Linked DNA regions of Zea mays: region 2 is linked to region 1. The links are chromatin contacts, called in public Hi-C maps. All regions are on one chromosome and are shown on one strand. Each heading gives the region's core, a stretch centred on a gene start, on an enhancer-like site or on the middle of the called end of the contact. The rest is flanking DNA. Distances are from core to core; before and after follow the strand shown.

Region 1 (5,397 bases), core at 738-3,237:
TGGTACCGATGCTATCATCAATGACTTCGCTTCGAAACATGTTAGAAGACAATTTTAAGGTTATCACATATTTGTATTTTTTTCTTACGATGAATAATTTTTATGTATTTTTTAAAGTTTATTACCAATATGTATTATATATTATTATTGTAAGGCCCCTGTATTAAATCTGGCCTCGGGCCCCTAATTTGTCAGGACCGTCGCTGGTCGATCGTACAAGATGATCCAAGTCTTTGGATGCATTCGAACACTATGCTCACAGACGATTAGTTTGGGTTCGGGTGTGCTTACCTAAGGGGATGACCGGGGTCTGGTTTGGCCTTCGTCCCAACAATGTTAGTTGTAAGTTCACATAGTTAAAGTCCATAAGCATGTAACATGTAATAATAAAGCTAAACTCATGTACATGAAGGAGTAAGCTTGTTTGAAATATATCTGAAATGAAGAAACATAAACAAGCATATGTGACATATTTTAAGATGGAGTAGAAACAAGTTATGTCACATCATCACACACACATATCATGCATGTGCAACATTATAAGGTGTATAATACAATGCATGAGCATGTGAAAGAGAGTGCATATGAGAGTATCACACATAAAGCACATGACAAATCAAACTCATGTGTATCTCTCATTCGCCCTATCAATAGCATTCTTCCTATCTACATACTACCCTCTCTTGGACCTCTCCCCCTAACACATACTCCCCTCTTCCTCTTTGGCATCAAGCACCAACAGTGACAAAACCTAAGGGTCCTAAGAAGGAAAATAAATAGTTGTGCCAGGTACTAAATGGTGAGGCCTGAGCTCAAACTATATTAGGAGAGTGTCCTGTCTCTAGCGAGGAAGAAGTCATGTATCCACAAAGGATGAGCCCTGTCTCTAGCGTTGACTGGCCAGCTGGTGGAACAAGAGAGATCTACGGGGGAGGGAGTCTGACGAGGCATCTAATCGGTCCTGGCAACATGTTGCAGAAGGTGTCAACTCTTGCGCTAAAGGTACAACAACCATTTGGGGGTGGAGCCCCTTGTCTAATTGGTTGGCATTGTCGGTGTAGGTGGCACAATAGTAATCATCATTATGACAGATAGTGTCAAAAGAGTAGTAACTGGTAGAGCTTGTTACAAGGAAAGCGGACCTCGACCCATTTGATTAACGATTTTTGGTGTTTAGTGATCAACATAACCATTTGAACTAATGTTGTTTGTTAGTGTTTATGAATATAGTTCAAAGGATACATCATGAACTTGGGTGAAGGCAACATGGCGATCAAGAAGATCAACACGTCAAAACAAGATATTAGAAGACTTATTGAAGACCTACAAAGATCTTGGTTCGCTGGCTAACTTGCCACGGTGAGCGAATAAACCTCCCACCAATAACTTTGTTCTTGTCCTTCATATCCCCAAATCAAATGCTTGATGTCTTTAAATTGAACTCCATTAGACTAAGACCATGTCCAGCAGTCCACTCATATGATCACCCAAGACACCGTTCTACATTATAGACTGCACTGTTTGAAAAGTGAAGTTTAAATATGTGTATGTGGATGAGTAAGCGGTTGGAGATAGTCTAACTCTTGAAATATGAGCGTTTCCTATATTTTCTTCCTTATAAAAATAAGCGAGTTTCTAAGAGAACTTTTTAAAGGGCTAGTTTGGTAAGCTCATTTTTCTAAGGGATTTTTATTTCGCCAAAAAAATAGTTTATTTTCTATTGTTAAAATAGGAATCTTTTGAAAAGATAGAGTTTTCAAACTAGTCTGAAATTCATGTATTCTATCTCGTGAAAAGTAGCTCATCCCTGGCATCCCGTCGGCGGATGTCAACCAAACGCCACTACGCCAGCACTTGGACAAAACCAGCAACTACACAGCCACGGTGCCAGTGGCAACCTTCTTCCATGTGGGTACGTGATCGTGTCAGCTCACCAAGCAAGCCCCCGTCCTGTGCAGCTGTGCTGCGTGCCCGACTACACGTGCCAGTTTTGCCGCATAGCTCCACGGCCGAAGCCGAACGCCCCACCAGACCACCCCCACCCGGCCCCGGCCCCCGGGTCCCTGTCTTCCCCGTCTCCGCTTCCGTCCACCTCACGTCGGCGTCTTCCATCGAAGTGGCCTTTTCGGCGGCGAGTGAGAGGGCGAGGAATAAAACTCGCGTCGCGCACGCACCGCAACAATAATATCCTTCCACGCGAATATTCGCCGCTTCCCACCTCCCCCGCCCCGCATATCCTTCCGTCCGTCCGTTCGTCTCCCCCCTTTCCCTTCCCCTCTATTTCACCACCCCATCAGCCGCCCGCCACCGCGACGATCACCGGCGCAATCCGTTCACCCCACCACTCATCCACTCCCCCTCCGCGAATCTCATTTCTTTACTGCGGCTAGGAGGAGGCGGCGGCGGCGATGAAGTTCGGCAAGAGCCTGAGCGGACAGATCGTGGAGACGCTCCCGGAGTGGCGCGACAAGTTCCTGTCCTACAAGGATCTCAAGAAGCGCCTCAAGCTCATCGGCGCCGGGAACGGGGCTGAGCGGCAGCCGAAGCGGGCCCGCCGCGACGACTCCGGGGAGGCTGACGCGGCCGCGGCCGCGGCGGCAATGACGCCAGAGGAGGCGGAGTTCATGCAGCTCCTGGAGGCTGAGCTCGACAAATTCAACTCTTTTTTCGTCGAGAAAGAGGAGGAGTACATCATCCGTCAGAAGGTGCCTGCTCGCCCTATCCGCCCTCCTTCCTCCCCTTGTTTCCCTAATGATTTTCGCGTTCTTTGATCTGATCGGGTTGCTTGGCCGTGGCTGAGTGGAGCAGGAGCTGCAGGACCGGGTGGCCAGGGCGGCCGGGCGGGAGTCCAAGGAGGAGCTCATGCGGGTGCGCAAGGAGATTGTCGACTTCCACGGCGAGATGGTGCTGCTGGAGAACTACAGCGCCCTCAACTACACAGGTAATAAGTCCTCCGCCGCCGCACACTCCCGTCCCGCCGCGTCGCATGTGTTGCTTTCATGTCACTCTTATGGTTGATTAGTTTTCCAGAATTTTGTTGTCTCCGTTGTTGTTTATCTCTTCCTGGTAAGTTTATTGTCTATGTATTTTGTTTTGTAGTAGCTAGTAGCAACTTAGCCTGGACTGTGGCTGTGAATTAGGGATGAAGCCTCTAGATTCCTGGGGCTAACAATCAGTGTTTGCCATAGCTAACATGGGTCAAATAAAGAGACGAATTGCTGTGTTGCTTGTCAGCAAGGGACAATACATGTCAGTGTCGTTGAGTATGCATACTAGTGACTGAGTTGAAATAGCAAGAGTCCATTTATTCTCGCTATTAACAAAGGAATGTTGCTAAAAATTAATCTATGCCGAGAAATTGTGGCCTGCGGTAATTGCGTTGATTTCTCGCGAGAAATTAGCTATATCTCGTACATGAGTGCAAGTACATCTTTTAGTTTGGATGCATCTAGATTCTCGGAACACTCGTGGCGAAAGAACGGTTACTAAAAAAACAGTTTGGTGATACCATTCTTGATAGTAAAGAAACGAAAGAAAAACAGGGCTCTCTTTTTTGTAGTCAACCATACAGTCGCACATCTGACATGTTTAAGAGTTAACATGTTATACAGAGCACTTTGCTCAGATTGAGGTTAACTATGGATGTTATCTTGGACTATGGTGTATTCCTCATTTTTTGTTAGATTAGTAAGACAAAAAAAACTCCATGCTGTTAGACTATGTGTGTGTGAGTGTGTGTGGGTCGGCACCATTGTTGGGCTGCCGGCCCATTAGGGTTAGGGTTCCTGTGTCTCTATATATTGTAACCCCATCTATTATCAATACAACAGTTCATCTTCCTACATGGTATCAGATTAGGGTTTCTCCTACCTCCCACTGCAGCAGCCGGCGGCTCCTTCCTCCCGCAACAGCCACCGGCCGCCTCCAACCTCTACAGTCGTCGCCCCGGGAGGCTCATCCCTCATCCCTCCCTCCCGGGGCGGCTCCCTTCCCAGCCGCCGGCCATCCCTCCAGCCGCTCCTCCCCATCTCTCGGCAGCGGCCGGCGCTCAGATCCGCCGCCCCGCAGCACCCTCCCGCGCCGGCAGCAACCACGACGCCGGCAGCAACCACGACGAGCGGCCCCGGCGCGGGCGCGCGTTCCCCTGCGCGGGGCGGCCACGGCGAGCGGCCCCGGCGCGGGCGCACGATTACCCTGCGCGGGGCGGCCACGGCGCGGGCTGGCTCGACGGCGGCCATGGCGCACGCGGCCAGCGGCCTCACGGCCTCTCGTCGGCGCTCTCCTCTCTCACTCCTCTTCTCTCTCTCCCTGCCTTCCCTGCCTTCCCTTGCTCCTGCGCGCAGCCGCCAGGGACCGAGCCCGACGCGCCCAGAGCGCTCTCTCGTCGGCGCTCTCCTCTCTCACTCCTCTTCTCTCTCTCCCTGCCTTCCCTTGCTCCTGCGCGCAGCCGCCAGGGACCGAGCCCGACGCGCCCAGGGCGCAGCCGCGCCAGGACGCCGCGCCAGGACGCCGCGCCAGGACGCCGCCCCTTCCCTGCAGCCCGGCGTCGTGGCCGCCCCTCCCCTCTGCCCACCACCGCCTGCTCCCTCTCCACTGCGTCCTCCGCCGGCACCCTCGCCCGTGACGCCTCTCATCGTGTGGCCTCCTCCTAACTGCTCGCGTTGATGCCCAGCAGCGCCTCACCCTTCAAGCTTCTCCCGGCGCCGGCGCCGTCATCGTCCCTAGCCAGGTCCGGCGCAGGCCCCTGCCTGGTTGGAACCGCCCCGTCGCCCTCCCCTTCCTCGCCTTCGTTGGATCCGTCGCTGCCGCGGCCTTCCCGGCCGGATCCACGTTGCTGCGTCCTTCTCAGCTCGATCTGCCGTCCCTTTGGCTGGATCGCGTCTCCCCGTCCGGATCCGTCGCTGCCGTGGCCTTCCCGGCCGGATCCGACATTCCCCTTCTTTTCTGCCGCGGGCGCGGACACCTTGACCAGCGCAGCCGCGTGCGCTGCTGTCGGCCTCTCTGGCGGGGCTCCTTAACGTCTGGTCGATCGAAGAAGCAGGAAGGTCGGCCTGTCGGTGCCCTTTTGCTGTGTCGCCCTGCCGATCGTTGACGCTCGAACGTCGACCCCTCCCGAAGATCAGGCTTTTGCTGCGCGTCTTCCGACCGCGACCACCTCGACTTCGGCTACCTCGGCATCTAGGGGCTATCGTCTTCTTGGAGCACACACCGTTCTCTACTCCAGCCGCAACATTCGCACCATCACGACGCTGCGACTGCGGGGGGATTTCAACCCGTCGGCTCCTACCTTCGGCCTCTACTCCAGTCTCATCGTGTGTGGTGCCCCCGTTGCGACTGCGGGGGGATGTTAGACTATGTGTGAGTGTGTGTGTGTGGGTCGGCACCATTGTTGGGCTG
Region 2 (5,397 bases), core at 1,778-4,277, 200 kb before region 1:
GGGGGTGTTGCTCGCCTGCATGGGAGGCGTGAGGGCTGAGGTGAGATTCAAGATAAGGTGAGCCTAAGGGTAAAAATGTCATTTCAAGCCTGGTTATGTTCTGTTCAAGGAAGAAAAGTATACTTCCAGTGAAAATATGATGGAATGCTATATTTAGTTAATGTTTTGATCTTTCAGTGATATTTTCCAGTGGTATTTACGATTCTTGCAATTTTACAGTGCTACAAAACCAGTTTTCCCAATACAGTTAAGCTTACAAGTTGCAAGGGAACAAAAAAACCTCCATATTATGGTTTGTATTTGAGCTTGATGAAAATGGGAGGGCCATGAATAAGATAATAAACACATAATGACAATTTTGCATAGCTAAGCAGGTTACATCAGCAATGGTATTTGTATTAAAAATTGATAATTGCAACAACAGATTGCAGCAGCCAACAGGCAAAAAAAAGTTATTTGACTGTGCATCATGTCTACTTTGTACAGAAAAACAAATTGCTAAAGGATATTAAGATAAAGGTTGTACAGTAGCATGAAACAGAATATGCATGTTGATTAATTCTTGTGAAGTTAGTAAAACAAGAGAAGTAACTAAAGCCAAAATGCAGGTGCAAAGCAAAAAGTAATTCAATAGTAAAATCCAATAGTACAATAAATTTTAACACTATGTTGAGAACAAAATTAAGTAATAAAACAAAGATGTAGGAGTCGTACACACAGAACTAAAGCAAATCATCCACAAAACAAAAGAGATAACTTAATAAAGCAGTGGTAAAAATGTATGTAGCATGTACCATCTTGAGTTAGATCATCAAACATTGACATGATTTCTGTCTTCAAATGACTTTGTTCCACTGTTGCAGCGAACTTCCCAAGATTGGATGCAGCAGCTCTCCGTACCATAGGCATGTCGTCTTGACATAACTGGCCATAAATTGTCCTCAGTTCTGCCTTCAGTTGTTCAGGTGCACTAGGATAGGCGATATGAAAAAGGCCACATGAAGAAACTCGAGCTGTAAACCACTCACCTACCGCCAACCTCTGAGTTGATCAAGTATGTCCAGTTAATTGCTAAATGATATAGAACAATGTAGAACGTAATTGTACTTCCCACATACACAAGTGCTTTGCGTTTGTTATATAATTTTGAATGATGTGACCTCTTTTCATGTGTGAATGTGTGATAGACAATCTTAACTAATTAACTAAATCCATAACACAGAACTTGAGAACAAAGAATAGTTTATTAAACATGTAGAAAACTAGTTCACTAAAATCAAGTATTAGATGTTCATTTACTAACGCAATAAGCTAAATGATTATTTTAAACCATGCTCCCAATACTATAAAACAATAAATAAAAATTGTTGATGACATTTGACGATGTAAATAGGTAGCATCATAATTTTATGATGAGCATAGGAAATTATATTAAAAGCTAGTAAAATGGCAAACAAACAGATTTTCAAAATAAAAAACACAATAGTCTAGATAATCTTGTGAACTTGTTCAAAGTAAAACACAATAGTCTAGATGATCATGTGGAAGTGGGTCACTTCCAATAAAAAAAGATAGACCCAATGCCAGACAGAGGCTCCCACGTGAGTGGGGTCTGGGGAAAAGATAAACCGAGGCAAGCCTTCCCCCCGCAAATGTGGAGGGGCTGCTTCGAACCCGCGGCCTAGAAAATGTGGAGAGACCACCTCCAATACATATCGTAAATTTGATGATGACTCCAATAACTTGTTAAATGAGAATGTAGAGTTATAAATTCATAAATATATTCAATAAGTTTCTGCATAGTGTTATGAAGCACCGGTAATGATTATAGAATAAGAGAACGTTTGACAGAACTACAGAAGTAAAAGAAAAACAAACTTCTGTGTATTTCTAATAAGATAGATGCATGTATAACCACATATTTAGCTTAAATTGGTGTGGATACTTCTTTTTCTGTCAGAGTAAATAAGAAAACATTGAAACCTATAGCACAATAAAAGTAGTGCTCATACCTTTACGACATGGGCAAACCAGTCCACAATATCATTTTCCTTCATCTGTGCTCCTATCTGACAAAGTGATTCCACAGCCTTGTCTCTGACGCAGGTCTCCTCCACAGTACACAATGTTTCCAGTGGTGGAAGCAAAACATGTGCATGCTCTACTCCTCCAACATAAGGAATAAAAACGCCCAACTCTTCTGCCATTGCAAGAAGCACCTCATCTTCATCATCGTTGTTTTCACTAAGGAATGGAATCAGCTCTTTCCTTGTTCTTTCTTCACCCAATGCCCGGGCAATTGTAGAAAGCTTTTTGATGGAGTTAAGGCGCAACTGAATATCTTCATTTTTCAGTTCATCAATCAGTACAGCAATCGGGTAGAGAGGTTCATCAATCATAGCCATTATTATGTTTGGCTATAGATTTTTTCCCAGCTGTAAAATACACCAACAGGGATGAAATAAGTTAGCGTTCATAAACTTAACACAATATTATGAAAGCCAAAATCTTATCAACCATTGACTACAGGACGCCAAATTAGGTCAGCGAGTTTTTAGCTCCTAACAGGGGCGGACACAGCAAAGGGGCATGAGCGTACACATGTACACCCGATAATTTTTCAAAAGGGTTCCAGGTTAGGAACCAACAAATAGCCAAATAGCTTTAGATTAGGGTTTGGGTGCTCGGCTTCGCACGGCAGGAAGTGAAGAAAAGGGATGAGAATACCTGGTGGGTGCTCGTCGCCGGCGAAGAGATCAACGAAGACCTCGGCACCTGGCGTAAGGCGGCGCCAGCGCCGGCGGCCCACTAGTCGTCGTAGAGCGAGGGGGCGAGAGGTGCGCGAGTGAACTGTGCGCGGCAGGGGAATACGGCGAGCGACGGTACGCGATTGAACGTTAGGGGAATGCGGGGGACTGCCGTTCGGGCCGGGGGAAGCTCACACGGCCACACGGGGCCTTCTCCTGAGCCGCATTTGGCTATTCCCTTTTTTTGTTCTTTTTCTTTCACTCTCCTTTTTATTTGTTTGACTCAATTTTATATCATCCTCTCATATCAATGCTGACAACTAAAATATTAGTTTTAAATAACAGAAAATAGTGTTTATATTATTATTATTATTACAGTGTAAATAAGCGGATAGAATTTTCTACATTCTGTAGTAAGATAAGTGTTAGCGACTTTTTGGTAAAACATCAACCATCCCTAGATCTCGATTCCGGGGAGTCGAGACCTTGGCGAGCTCCCTACGAGATGCTAGACGGTCTGCGATAGGTCAACAGACCGTCCGCATGTAGATCACCGTAGAGCAGATAAATAAGATCTTCTCTGGGTGCGTGGACTGTTTGTTTGTAGGCGACGGACTGTCCATAATGGTGCAGAGGGCTTCGTGTAGAAGCTAGATCTCGCATCCCAGAAGGAACCTTGTGGGAAGATAGATCATAGGGTTGCTTCATGATCAACAGGCTAAAACGCTCTAGATGTTGGGCAAGTGGTCCATTTGATATAAGTTATAACTCTATTTTATAAAGATGGTTTGGGATTGCATCTCTTTGGGCCATGGGTATCCGGTCAATATATTAAAATGTATAAAATTGTGGTGTACCTAGCCTGAATAGGCAAATGGATCAGGCATGGAATATGGATTCACTGTCGTACTACACTACACTTGAGCAGAACAACACATCAGCGATGAGTAGTGAAAGTCGCCTAGAGGGGGGGTGAATAGGGCGAAACTGAAATTCTCAAAAATAATCACAACTACAAGTCGGGTTAGCGTTAGAAATATAATAGAGTCCGAGAGAGAGGGTGCAAAACAAATCGCAAGCAAATAATGAAGTGAGACACGCGGATTTGTTTTACCGAGGTTCGGTTCTCGCAAACCTACTCCCCGTTGAGGAGGCCACAAAGGTCGGGTCTCTTTCAACCCTTCCTCTCTCAAACGGTCCCTCGGACTGAGTGAGCTTCTCTTCTCAAATCACTTGGGAATCAAAACTTCCCGCAAGGACCACCACACACTTGGTGTCTCTTGCCTCAATTACAAGTGAGTGTTTGATCACAAGAAAGAATGTCAAAGAAAAGAAGCGATCCAAGTGCAAGAGCTCAAATGAACACTACAAATCACTCTCACTAGTCACTAAGGCTTTGTGTGGAGTTGGGAGAGGATTTGATCTCTTTTGGTGTGCTTTGCAATGAATGCTAGCTCTTGTATAGTGGTTGGAAGCTGGAAAACTTGAATCACTTGAATGTGGGGTGGTTGGGGGTATTTATAGCCCCAACCACCAAACTAGCCGTTTGGTGGGACTGTCTGCCGAATGGTGCACCGGACAGTCCGGTGCACACCGGACATGTCCGGTGCGCCAGCCACGTCACCAATACCGTTGGATTCCGACTGTTGGAGCTTCTGTCTTCTGGGCCCGCCTGGATGTCCGGTGCACACCGGACATGTACTGTTCAATGTCCGGTGTGCCAGTATGGGCGTGCCTGCCTTCTGCGCGCTTCTGGCGCGTATTGAATGCGCCTGCAGGTGACCGTTGGCGCGAAGTAGTTGTTGCTCCGCAGTCGCATCGGACAGTCCGGTGTACACCGGATATGTCCGGTGAATTATAGCGGAGCAGCCGCTACGGATTCCCGAGGCTGCCAAGTTCCAGAGCCGCGTCCTCTTGGAGCACCGGACACTGTCCGGTGTACACCGGACAGTCCGGTGAATTATAGTGCGCCGACTTCTGAAAATTCCCGAGGCTGAGGAGTTCTGCGCGAGGTCCCCTGGTGCACCGGACACTGTCCGGTGCGCCACCGGACAGTCCGGTGCGCCAGACCAGGGAGCCTTTCGGGATGTCTTTAGCTCTCTATTTTGAACCCAACTTTGGTCTTTTTAATTGGCTTGTTGTGAACCTTTGACACCTGTATAACTTATTCACTAGAGCAAACTAGTTAGTCCAATTGTTTGTGTTGGGCAATTCAACCACCAAAATTATTTAGGAACTAGGTGTAAGCCTAATTCCCTTTCAAGTAGGCTGGTGAAAAATACCATAAGATAACTGGAGGTAGATGAGCAGGCGACATTCGTTGAGACACCTTTGAGGCCGATTTGATCGTCCTTTGCCTATGCATATGTTGTCTCCTTCGCGTGGACAACTTTGATTGTTTTGCTAGCCGATTGTGTAAAACGGCCCTTTTATTCATATATTCAAAGAGGTTGATCAAACGTAGGACCAGATTTAGCAGACTTACCTAAAGCCTTGGCCTGGTCTTGCTTCTCGATCATGTTCACCTTCATCGTGTGGGTTGTCGATCTGTTTCTAACAATATTAAATTGTCTGGTTCTAAGTATTGAAGTGTCTGAAGCACTGAACTGTTTGGTGATAACCATTGAATTGTCTGATGTACACCAACTAG

The links. A called contact is a pair of places that touch in the nucleus more often than the background predicts.
Region 2: a contact with region 1 is called in a Hi-C map of tassel, with 4 times the contacts expected there. The contact joins the promoter of LOC100283785 here to the promoter of LOC103638683 in region 1. A contact is called at or near these places in 6 of 25 Hi-C or Micro-C datasets (ear, leaf, tassel and 1 more).

Annotation. Positions count from the first base shown.
Region 1 is chr9:94,727,359-94,732,755 of Zm-B73-REFERENCE-NAM-5.0, reverse strand. It overlaps LOC103638683 (SPX domain-containing protein 1), which reads left to right and starts at 1,987. Exons shown (of 3, transcript XM_020544011.3): 1 at 1,987-2,705; 2 at 2,809-2,941. The coding sequence starts at 2,409.
Region 2 is chr9:94,926,477-94,931,873 of Zm-B73-REFERENCE-NAM-5.0, reverse strand. LOC100283785 (Serine/threonine-protein phosphatase 2A 65 kDa regulatory subunit A) reads right to left here and starts at 3,027. Exons shown (of 13, transcript NM_001412582.1): 1 at 2,728-3,027; 2 at 2,013-2,435; 3 at 795-924. The coding sequence starts at 2,405.